2 separate regions of the Sus scrofa genome follow, and region 1 is linked to region 2. The links are chromatin contacts, called in public HiChIP or PLAC-seq maps. All regions are on one chromosome and are shown on one strand. The core of a region is the stretch at or near the end of the contact, and the rest is flanking DNA. Distances in the headings are between cores, read along the strand shown.

The links. HiChIP or PLAC-seq counts read pairs in DNA pulled down with a chosen protein or histone mark.
Region 1: an H3K27ac HiChIP or PLAC-seq map of alveolar macrophages shows a contact between it and region 2, with 11 times the contacts expected there. The contact joins the promoter of MFF here to the promoter of DOCK10 in region 2.

The regions. Positions count from the first base shown.
Region 1 is chr15:128,765,209-128,771,856 of Sscrofa11.1, forward strand. MFF (mitochondrial fission factor) reads left to right here and starts at 3,233. Exons shown (of 8, transcript NM_001244126.1): 1 at 3,233-3,331.
Region 2 is chr15:126,710,387-126,716,340 of Sscrofa11.1, forward strand. DOCK10 (dedicator of cytokinesis protein 10) reads right to left here and starts at 1,369. Exons shown (of 56, transcript XM_021074807.1): 1 at 957-1,369. The coding sequence starts at 1,079.

The DNA of each region.
Region 1 (6,648 bases), core at 1,983-4,482, 2.1 Mb after region 2:
AGGAAGAGAAGTAACTGGTTTTGAATGAGTGGACTCGATTTAACCATTCAGATAAATTTGACCTTCTCTAGGTTTTTGGAGGCTGTACAGTATTTCTAAATATGCGGACATTGCTCAAAACCTTTTTAGAACTATCTTTTCTTTTTTCTTTACTTTTCTGACCACATCCAAGGCATCAGGAAGTTTCCAGTCCAGGGATCCAATCTGAATCCAAGCTGCAGCGAGTCACACTACAGCTGCTGAACACCAGATCCCTCACCCACTGTACAGGGCTGGGGACTGAACCTGTGCCACCACAGAGACAACGCCGGAAACTTAACCCTCTGCATGGCAGAGGGAACTCCTGGAATTATAATTCCAATTTATCACTCAAACAAGGAAAAAGATCTCTTTACATTATACCCAACAACTACGACATGCTCAATATAATTAGCTCCATGAAGATGTGGACATGAGATGCAGACCTTGGCCTCAAACACAGAATTTATAATCTGGTGGGGAAAACAGGGCAAAAATATAGATAATGATACTATTGAACAGAATGATACTATTGACAAGTACCCTAAGAGCCAACAAATAGCGATTTAAAAGTTGGAGCCCTCAGGAAATCATAAAAGATGGGACATTTTAAGTGGACCTTTAAGGGCAGTTAGGGTTTCAAGAAGTAGAAGGTGATCAGAGAGTAGGATGGTTTTCTAGGTGGCAGAAATAGCATAGATACAGGTAAGTAGTTAGGAAAGCATGAAACAATCTCAGAGACCCATGAATGGTCAAGAATATAAGGAATATATGCATAAGTATCATACACACACGTGTGGTGAGTAAGGTGGCATAGCAGCAGGTGAGGGCCATGAACTCCAAGTTGAACTTGTACCTCATTGGTTGGTATAGAGATCCACTGAAGACTGTGAGCTTAAGAGTAGACTGTTCCTATAAACGGGAACATGGAAGATCCAATATCTAATCTACTGCCCTTCCAGGCTATTTCAATTTCAAGTGTTTTTAAAAATTATTGTACTGCTGTATGGACTTTTGAATTTGTTTAAAAAAAAAGTAAGTTATCAATTTGTTTTTGTATTTGGGGCTTCAAATTTGGGATGTCTTTGTCACAAACTGCAAAAATAGGTTCTTTGTGGATCCAATATCTAGAATTAGAGAAAGAAAAATATTGGAATGGGGAGGCCAGTTAAAAGGGTAACAGCCCAGATTATGGGTAGTGATTTCCCAGTGGGAGCAGAAAAGGGAGAGAAAGTGGACAGTTGGCATAGAGGTGGGAGAATTTAAGGGGCGGGGGCCTTGGGAGGCTGTGAAAGATGACTTCAGAATTTTGTAACTTGTAACTAGAAAAAAAAAAAATCTTGCCATCAACTGAAAAAGGAAATTCAGAACTTATCTGGATTGGGAAGAGGAGAAGTTTTGAAGTTTGGAAGCCCTGTTGGTATCAGAGCTCCAACAGGATGCTTAGGAAGAAACGGCCAGAACTAGTGCAACAGGATGAGACAATCCTGTTGATATATTTAGATTTAAATACCACCTTTCTCCACCAAAGATTTGAGGCAACTATGGGTGCAAAGGAGTCAAGGGTGGATTGAATCATAAACAGGAATGTCTACACTAATGATGGAAGAAAAGGAAAAGCCCATCGTGAAGCTTTATCACAAAATCAAGGGAGCAGAGTTTCCAGCAAGGGCGAGAAAGTGCCTTTTTATAAAATTTGAGAATGTACTACCAGACAGTGTCAGGTGCTTTGATGTACTACATTCTTGATTAATTTAACAGAATCAAATGATGCAGGAAGATTAAGGGTGATCAATATTAAGGGAGGAAACTTTGGATTCGGTAATTGGATCACAATCTTCATTTGAAAGTTATTTCAACTTCCCTGGGGAAGCACAGGAATAAAAAGCAAACTGAAAGTAATTAATAAATGGAAAGATACTACATGAGCAGGAAAACTCTCACTTCTAAAGGTTTTGGTCATAGATGGCTTATCCAGCTTGGTCTCTAAATTCCCCCAGAAGGTGAACTTGGAATGACTGATCATTCCTAAAATCAATTTATTCTTAAAGGATAAGAATAAATCGTATTGGAGTTCCCGTCGTGGCTCAGTGGTTAACGAACCCGACTAGGGACCACGAGGTTTCAAGTTCGTCCCTGGCCTCGCTCAGTGGGTTAAGGATCTGGTATTGCCGTGAGCTGTGGTGTAGGTTGCAGACGCAGCTCGGATCCTGCGTTGCTGTGGCTCTGGCGTAGGCTGGCGGCTGCAGCTCCGATTCGACCCCTAGCCTGGGAACCTCCATATGCCTCGGGAGCGACCCAAGAAATGGCAAAAAGACAAACAAACAAAAAAGAATAAATCGTATTTATTAACGTTAATAACGAAACTAAGAATTTGTTCTTGGGCCCACTGTGAAGAAGGGGCCCAAGAATGAAAAATTCTCGGAGGACCTCCCAAATTATTTTAAAGAATGCTAACATCTCTGGAATATCTTTAGACTCTAGAGAAGTACATACTTACACGTCTTTGTTTGTCTGTTTGTTAAAATCGAAGCATACAAACTTTTCTGTGCTGGCTTCATTCTGTCCCAATATTGATGAGCAAGGTACTGATTCCCACCCCCACCGCGCCCCGCCCTCCACGAAAGTCAATAGTTAGGTGGTTATAGGCAGACAGTTCTTGGAAGCTAAATAAGGCTGCTAACTACTATGAAACCTAACTTATTTTCTGCGAATCTCACCTTGAAGTATCAATGAAGCCAGTAAGGGCAAGGATCACTGTTAAGGAAGACAGAGTCAGAGGGCCTGAAAAGTCGTCAAAATTGGAGTTTAGTGTTTAAGAATCTCTTGCAGAACTGGCGGAATACGCAGATTCTTAGGCCTCAGACCAGTCCTCATTTAATACAAACAATCCTGAAAACTAGTTATTTAACGAGCTACTAAAGTTTTACCTTGTAAACACGAGATTCTTAAAGATTCCGTACGCTCACAAATGTAAGCCTGAGAGAACACCTGCTACTCGCGGTTGGCACACTTTGCCCACAACAAAGATGTCGCCGGAGCGCCGTCGCACTGCCCCGCGCTCCTACGCGGGAACTTTACGTCCGCCCTTCCCTGCGTCACATGACCACGAACCTGTCTCAGCTACGGCTCCTGGAAGGGGCCAGTCCCGGACGTTCTCGCGTCTCTCCCCGCCCGCTGCGGGCCTCTCCGGCCGGTGGTTTGCCCGGGCGCCTCAGTGCGCTCGGCCAACGGCCTCTGAGAGCGCCCATCCGAGCGCCCTGGGAGCCGGCGGGCGGCGGCCCACGCCGGGGACCCTCCAGCGGGCCCAGGGGTGAGTTCTGACGTCCTCCCTACCCCGGGCCTGGGGTCCTAGCCGCCGCCAGGCCTAGCGCGGTGGCCTTGACCCTCTGGCCGATGGAGGGACTCGCTGTACCCCGGTCGGTTCGCGGTGTCGTCCTGGGTGGAGTCCCGACCTTGAACTTTGGCCTTTCCTCCTCCTCAGGGCGTTGCCGCCCCTTCGGTGCCTGAGAAAGGCAAGGGAGAGCAGTGCGCTCTCCTGCAAACGTTTTTGGGTGTCTCGTTTTGTCGATAAATGTAGCTTTTCCGGCTAGAAAATAGTTTGGGGGTTGGGACACCCTAAGGGCGTCCTGAGAACTTAACGCGATGTTTAGCCGGTCATTTTCCTTATTCTTCCCAGCCAAGGCCCTGGTACCTTTCAGTATGACCTTGAACCCGACGTCTGCCGTCTTTAAAAGTAGTTTTTGCTTTTCGTTTTTCCTTCGTAGAAGATAAAGTGTTGGAGATGAAAGGCTTTGTTGGAAGCGCAGGCACCCGCGGGAGGCCCCTGGTGGGGGCCGGTGTGTAAGCATCCTTGCCCGCAGGTGTGGCTGCCTGGCGGGAGATGCTCCTAGCATTTCCTCCCAGCAGAGAAGCTGGAGGAAAGCTCAGATTCCCGTACCGCCGGTCCTCCGTCTGCAGGAGTCCCCTTTCTTTGGTGGAAGAAAAACCTCCGGCTGCCATCCCACAACCTAAGAGCCAGGGAGAGAACCCTTTCAAAGGTGGTGACCTCTTAGTTACAGAAGATAAGAAAAGCTTTGGGTCTCTGTTCTCAAGTACAGAACCAGTTGTATACAGGCCTCTCACCCCACTGAGAGACTTTAATTGAGGAATCTTAAATGTATCCTCTAGATGAAAAACGTTTCTTTCCGTGTCAGTTTCATTGCTAATACGATCCCAAAGGAGAACTCCCTAGGAACTGGACGGGAAAGGATCAAAATGATTTAGTTGTGCTTGGTAGTCTCTTCCTATGTAATTAAATTATTTGTGGGACCCGCCTCTTTTTGGTTTCAAGCACTTGTGAATTGGTTTTGCTATTTTTTTCCAAAAGGAAATTGTGTTGTCTATCCCTTCCTGTCTGATAGGGCTGCCTCATTTTACGATTAAAAGTTAGCTGTTCCTGTCCTCCCTTCTTGTGTTGAAACTTGTTTTCTGTGGACTGATAACCTTATTTTAAAATTTGTTGATTTGTGTTTTCTAAGTTTTCAGTGACTTTTTTTTTTTTTTTTTTCCTTTTTATGGCCACACCTGCGGCATGTGGAAGTTCCCAGGGTAGGGGTCGTATGGGTGCTGCAGCTGCGCACCTACACCAGAGCCGCAGCAACGTGGGATCTGAATCGAGTCTGTGACCTACACTGTAGCTCACCGCAACACCAGATCCTTAACCCACTCAGTGGGGCCAGGGATCGAACCCGCATCCTCATGGGTTTGTTACCGCTGAGCCGCAAGGGAAACCCTGCAGTGACTTTTCTTTAAAAATTAAAATTAATCCCGGATTACTACACCATTATTTTCTAATATACCCATTTATTAAGTATAGTGTCTTGAAAAGAGAACTGAAACAAGGTGAGCTGTATAAAAGCCCTGAACCAGGTCCACACAATTACGTGATCAACAACCTGACATTTTTTTAGTGTTTGGGGAATTATGTAAATCTTTGCAACCACAATCAGTTTGATCCAAGTTGCTTCTGTGACTTCCTGGACTATTTCTTCGGATCCCAGTCTTCTAATGTAGAAAATGAAAAAGTCAAGCTTGAATCATTGTGTCACCAAATTGGGACACTTTCCACAAGTAGGATGTAACGAGGTAGTTTACAGTTGAGAGTTTTTATATGAGTCATGTTTTTGTTACGTGTCTTTATAAATGTACACATTAAGTCCATGGTTTAAGATAGTAATACACAATTTACTTTTAAAGTATTTAAAGATTTTAAAGTTGAGTTAAAGGAAAGATTAAGTGTAACTTAGAGTACTGTACTGTTTGAATACTGAAAAAAAAAATTTTTGGTAATTAAGTTACCAATGGTTGGGAACCCCTGGGCTTAAAAAAAAGTAGAGATATGAGATCATCTATGATTCTGAAAGGGGTTTTTGTCTTCTTAGTTGTATCACAGAGACTCATGTACTGGTTGCCTGGTAGATTCTAAGTGGCAAAACTAGAATTATTATTTTAGCTCCAAGTGGGAAATCTTTCTTTATTGTCAAAAGATATTACCAAAAATATCACAGTCTAATGAGGGACAAAAATTAGATTTTGATCTGTTTTCCTTAAGCAGAAAAGCCAGTAATTGGGGACAATATTAAATCTTGGTAGAAAAACTCCATTTACTTTTTAAGTAGCTTAGATTGGCTACAGGAGAACTTGGCTTTTTCCAGAGTTTTTTCAGTGTTCACCTTTGTGATCTAAATCTGTGATGCTTTCCACATTCAGAGAGGCTTGTGAGAGAAGATGTTGCTATAGAATGAAATGTTTAAGACCCATGGATGTGCTAGTGGAAGGCTGAAATGTGATAAATGAGGTGTGGATAGTGGCACATTTCAGGGAGACAGTATTGTTCTAGCAGTTTGCATCCCTTGTTTATTATTGTAAAATTTCAATGTATAATGTCCCAAGGCTCTCACCATTTGAGGTATAACTTTTCAGTGTTATTTCTAACTGTAAGCTTTTACTGAGCTGCAGATACATACACACGAGTATAAGAAGAGTATCTCATTTAAAATGATGCACAGGGAGTTCCCATTGTGGCTCAATGATAACGAACTTGACTAGTGTCCATCCCTGGCCTCACCCAATGGGATAAGGATCCGTCGTTGCCGTGACGTGTGGTGTAGGTCACAGATAAAGCTCAGATACTGCCTTGCTGTGGCTGTGGCATAGGTCAGGGATTCACCCCTTAGCCTGGGAACTTCCCTGTGCCCTAAAAAGCAAAATAAAATAAAGTAAAATACACAGAAATTGATAAGAGAGGTTGTTTGGGGGAACTGGGGTGTTATAGGATGGGATCTGGTGGGACACTTAATTTTCTCTGTAAGTTCTTGTGTACTTTGTACCATGTGCATTTATTGCTGGTTCAAATTAAATACTGAAATTAAATGCTGAATAAAAATATAGCCAATGCATTTGTTCCTGTTTAATATACATTTATATAATAACACTTAAGTATTAAGATTCTTTTAAACATATTTTCATCAGCTATGTTTTTCTAAATTCAGATCAGAAATGATGATAGTCTTTTATTTTATTTTGCATTAACTAATGAATGGTTCTAAGGCCCTCTCTCTGGGACTAAAATTAGTGGTAAGTTTGTTT
Region 2 (5,954 bases), core at 119-2,618:
ATTCCGGTCCAGCAAAGGCAGGCCAAGAGTGCGGCTGCTGAACCCACGTCTTGCTTTAAGGCTGTTCCCACTAGCTTCCTTTTCCCATCAAAGTAGATCTTTTTTTTTTTTTTTTCCTTCCGATACTTCCACCCTGGAGTGTGACACCTACTGGAAGTTAGGAACCTCTGGGAGGTATGGATATGATTTGGGCATCAGATGAGATGGGCTGGCTGCTGCCCCAGGGATTTCCCGCGGAAATCACCCAGCTCTCTTAGAAGGCGTTTCAATAAGGAAGTAACCAGTAAAGCAATCTTGGCGGGAGAACCCCGTGAACATCTTAGAAAAATACAAGAAACCACTGGATGCTTAATGACCCACGTCTCCCCCAGCCTGGTTCCTCAGCCCTTTCTGGAGTCCTCTAAAGCGGTTTGTGGGTTTTTACCCCGTGGAGGAAGGGGAGTGAGAAGAGCATTTATTTCCGCGACAGCACTCAGGTGGGGTTCGCAGCCTTGCCTCTGGAGAGGATCCCGGATCACATCCTCTCCTCCTGCGCACTAGTGGCCAGGAATGACGGGGAGCGCAGACCTGCGGACCGAGGTGTTCCGCTATGCCCACGTCCCCCCACCCCTCGAGTCTCTGGCACCTACCACCTAGCGCCCATGTGACTCGCGAGGTGTTCCCGTCACCTCTTCACCTCCCCAAACCCAGACACATCTTCTCCCACATTGCGCTTCTGCTGCCCGCACAGCTGCTCCCGTCTGAGTGTCCCCAGTCCCCAAACGCGACCCGGGTCCTTACGCGTCGGTGGCGCTGCCTCGCGGAGGTGGCTCCGGGGCGCCCGGCGAGGCGGCGCGGGAGGGCTGCGGGGGAGGGGAGCGGGGGTGGGGCGCAAGGGCCGCTGCACCGGGGGTTCGGGGAGGCCGGGCCGGGGCCCCCGGCCGCCCGGGGAGGCGCGGACGACGCGCCGCACTCACCCGCTGCTGCTGCCGGCTGCTGACGGCCACCGCGGCGGCAGACGCGGCGCTGTGCCGGAGCTCGGCCGCCTGCCCGGGTCGTAGTAGGCTCCGGGTGAACCTGCGGGTCCGCTCGCTGGCCATCGCCCGCCGCGGGCCCGGAGCGCGCGTCCCGCCGGTCTTCCCCGCGCCGACCTCCTCTACCCACCCGCCGTTCAGGAAGCGGAACTCGGAGCCTTTCCCCCCCTCTTCCTCGCTCTACTCGCAAGAGGCGGGTTTTTCTCTCTTGCACCCCCACTCCCCCACCCCCTGCTCTCCGCCGAAGCTTCGCGACGACTTTCCAAACTCTGCGCTCCCCCGGGCGCGCGCGGCCAACTCGGCGAGCGGCCCCGGCCCGGCAGCGGCGCCTTTGGAGCTGGGGCCGCGGGACGCGCGTGGGGCGGCTCCAGCCTGCGCCGCCCCCGGGCTCAGCTGGCCGCCCGGGGCCGTCCCCGTCGCCCCGGGGACCGGCAGGCAGCGGGGGAGGGCGCGGGGCGGCCGCCGCGAGGCTCCGGGCGGGGCCTGCCCACGGTCCTCGTGCCCGTTTGGAGGCTCCTCGCAGGGCTGGCGCTCTGGCGGCGGTCGCTTGTTTGGCCCCGACTTTCCGGGGCTGGAGAATGGGCGCGGGCCTAGCTCACTTTGCCCTTCCATCCTTAGAACCCGGTTAGAGACTGGTGGCTGGGATCTCCGCAGTGTGGCCCGAACCAGGTTTTCGAGGTCCTCTTTGCCCAAAGTCCTTGCGTAAGGCCTTGAAATAAGATTCCAAGTTCATAAGATGCCTTCAACTAGTATTCATTAAACGCCTACTGTGTGTCAGTTCACGTTGTTCTGGAAACTGGGATTAGAGGGGAATTTACCCGCTGGATCCTAAGGCTGTGAGGGGCTGATAAGGTTTGGGGGTTGAGGGTGGGAGGCAGCAAATAACCGAGTTCAAGAAGACTAGTATGTGAAAAGGGGAGCTTCAGTTAACACAAGCTAGGAGCGAATAAATCAGGGTAATGTGATGTAAGAAGGTGGGGAGGGGGTGGTATCACTTACGGAGAGTTGGCTAGAACTGACTGGTGTTACTAGGTAGTGTGGGTCAGGTACGGGGGTGGCCTAATACTTGTGTTGTTTTTCTGCCCCCACTCTTGCCACACATCCATCTGGCTTGCACATTGTCCCCAGCTATCAGATTAAAGTCTCCTAAGAGTTCTCATCCTCAGCACATCCCCAGGTGGTTCTCCACCTCCACGTGGGGTGGGGGTGGAGGCAGTCCTGCACCCTAGAATACCAGTCTGAAGAGATCCAGTCACTCTATATCACTCTAAGATTCTAGCTTTCCCTTTTTGTCCATTTTATAAAGTTTGATTGAAGTATAGTTGGAGCTTCCTTAAGAACTTGACTAGTATCCATGAGGATGCAGGTTCCATCTCTGGCCTCTATCAATGGGTTGAGGATCCTGGGTTTCCATGTGCTGCCAAGTAGGCTGGCAGCTGCAGCTCCAATTCAACACATAGCCTGGGAACTTCCATATGTGGTGATTGCAAAAAAGTTTATTGAAGTATAGTTGATTTACGATGTTGCAAAAATTTCTGCTGTACAACAGAGTGATTCAGTTATACATGTACACACATCCATTCTTTTCCAGATTCTTTTTCTGTGTAGGTTACCACAGGATATTAGGTAGCATTCCCTATGCTATACAGCAGATCCCTCTTGGCCAGTCATTCCATATACCACAGTGTGTATATGCTAATCCTAAACCCCCAGACCATCCCTCTCCTGGACCTGTAGCCTTGGGTAACCATAAATTTTTCAAAGTCCTTGAAGTCTGTTTCTTTTCTGCAAAATAAGTTCATTTGTATCCTTTTTTTTTTTTAGATCCTACATATAGATGATATCACATGATGTTTTTTTATCACTGTCTGACTAACTTCACTTAGTACCATAATCTCTAGGTCCACCCATGTTGCTGCAAATGGCATTATTTCATCCTTTTTTATGGCTGAGTAATATTCCACTTCACACCAACCAGAATGGCCATCATCAAAAGTCTCCAAACAATAAATGCTGGAGAAGGTGTGGAGAAAGGGGAACACTCTTACACTGTTGGTAGGAATGTAAATTGGTACAACCACTATGGAAAACAGTATGGAGATTCCTCAAAACAATAGAAGTAGAATTACTATATTATCTAATAATCCCACTCCTAGGCATCTATCCAGTGAAAACCATAATTTGAAAAGATAACATGCACTCCAATATTCATGGCAACACTATTTACAATAGCAATGACATGGAAGCAACCTACATGTGCAGTGACAGAGGAATGGATAAAGAAGACATGGTACATATGTAATATGGAATATTACTCCAGGTTTTTCTTAACAGCTTTTTACAGATCAGTTACCCTGACATTTTCCCCAAGCCAATATGTGGTTGTAACACAAGGTTGCATTTGGGTATAAAAAATTCTTAAGTGGCTGATAAATGTACTTGAGTCAGCTCTCAGGTATCTGGAATTCAATCAGCCAGAGGTACTGATTGGACATCGTTGCAGCACATTCTAGAAACTGTGATGAGCAGAAGCTCTGGAAGATTTGGGAAGTGCCATATGAAACACCGGCTCGCTCTCTAGTACCCTTCATAACAAACCACTGTGTCTTGCATTATATGCTGTCACGTGGGTGCCCAGTGTGTGAACAAGGTCACCTTTAAGGGTAAGCAAAGTAGGTGGTTGCCCTGTGGTGACACATGAAGATCTTAGAAGTAGTAACTCCCTCCAACCACACCCTCCTCTAACAGGTGTGTCCTGTGGGGATGCTTTCAAATGCATATACTCCCCAAAGCACTTTTGAATGAACACGAGCATCCCAAGCACAGGTATCTAGGATCTAGGATTTGTCCCTGGTTTCAGAACACTGCCTAGCACACAGAAGTTGCTCAAAAACATTGATTTGTGGATAATTTTCCCTGAGGGCTTAGATGGGCTGTGCAGTCAGAGAGCTTAGAGTGCCCGAGGCAGGGAACGGCAGAAAGGGGTGCTGGAAGGGAAGGCTGTAGTAACTGGAAAGTGCTCATAATGTGTCCCGAGTATAGCACTAAGCCGATTGAAAACACTGAGTAACTCATTCAATCCCTTCTTCAACTGTAGCAAAAACTTGCTCGCACTTCCTTTATTACTAGGAACTTTACTTTCTCCAGCTTCAGGGGGTCACCCAGAGCACTGGTGTGAGAGGATGCCAATGCCTATTTGCCTGACCTGTAGCCTGTATGATGGTCATTCCATGGGTCACACGAAGCAGGAGGGTAGTTGTGAGTGACCTTTACACTCAGGGCAGCTCGATAACAATGGAATAACCCTGGGACCTCCTTGGCCCTTGGTGGTCTTGGAAGTTAGTTAAGCTCCCTTCTGCACGCTAAGGACAGAAAGCTGAGCGTCTGCATAGATACACATATTCTTTGCTGCAGAAACATCATTTCAGTTCTCCTATTTGGGATTCTCCGACTCTCCGCTGGCCACCCACTCGAAATTCCCTGGGGAGACCTGGCTAAGATGCTTTGTAAAGGCAAGTCTGTGACAATTCCAAGAAGATCCTAATTAATGTAAACCATGGACTTGGGTGATTATGCTGTGTCAGTGTAGTTCCATCGACTGTAACAAATACACCTCTCTGGTGGGGGATGTTGATAATGGGGTGTGGTGGTAACATGTAGGGAGGGAGGGGGAGATTTCCTTATCTTCCTATTTATTTTGCTGTAAATTTAATGCTGCTCTGAAAAAAAAAAAAAAAAAAAAAGCAAACAAACAAAGAAAACAATGCAACACAAACAACCATGAAAAGACAAATACCCAGTGGAAGAATGGGCAAGGATCTGATCATACATTTCTCCAAAGATATGTAAATAGCCAATGCTCAGTATCTTAGTCATCAAAGAAATGCAAATCAAAGTCACAATGAGATACCATAATGGGATACCACTCCCACTAGGAGGGCCATAATGAAAAAAAAAAAAAAATGGAAAATAACAAGTGTTGGGGAAATGTGGAGAAATTGGAAACTGTGCATTGGTGGTGGGACATAAAAATGGCAGCAGCTGCTTTGGAAACAATTTAGCAGTTCCTCAAAATGATAAACATTGAGTTACCGCATCACCCAGCAATTCCACTCCCAGAGAAATGAAGACATAGATTTACACAAAGGGTTGCATAAGAATGTTCACAGCAGCCTTATTCATAATAACTAAAAAGTGGAAACAACCTAAATATCCACTAGTTGAAGGATAAATAAAATGTGGTATACCCAGACAATGGAATATTTTTGACAAAAACAAAAGAAGTATTGATATGTGTTACATGGATGGTCCTTGAAAAAATTATGCTAAATGAAAGAAGTCAGCCACATATTTATGGGACTTTTTCTATGAAATGTTCAGAATACGCAAATCAAAAAACAGAACGTAGATTCGTGGTTGCCTAGGGCTGGAGGGGGTTGGGGAGTTTCTTTTGGGGGATGATGAAAATGTTCTAAAATGTTCTAAAAATTAATCCTGGTGGAGGTTGTACAAGAAACAGATTACAGTTATTCCTTCCGAGAAAGGGAACTTGACAGATGGGGACAGGAGTGTCACATATATACATATGTATGGCTATACATCCAGGGTGCTTACTGAATTTTGTATCAAATGTAGAATAACCTACTCATGGGCAAATACATAATAAAATATTTTACAAAATAAATTACATTGAAATGAGAAAAGGATATTAACTACAGATTCACTCAAAATTTTTAAGGTTAAAAAGTCATGAAGTGACAAGTTTGTTCAGTGACCTTAACTGCAAGCTTTTACTGTTCTGTATTTTCTAGTATTTAGAACACATAGCCTGCAACCAAGTTTTATGAAGTTGGGCATGGACTAAACCATTTAATCAGAAAGAAATAACTCCACTCGCAACAGATATTTATGGAATATCAACCCTGGACAAGATCTCACCCT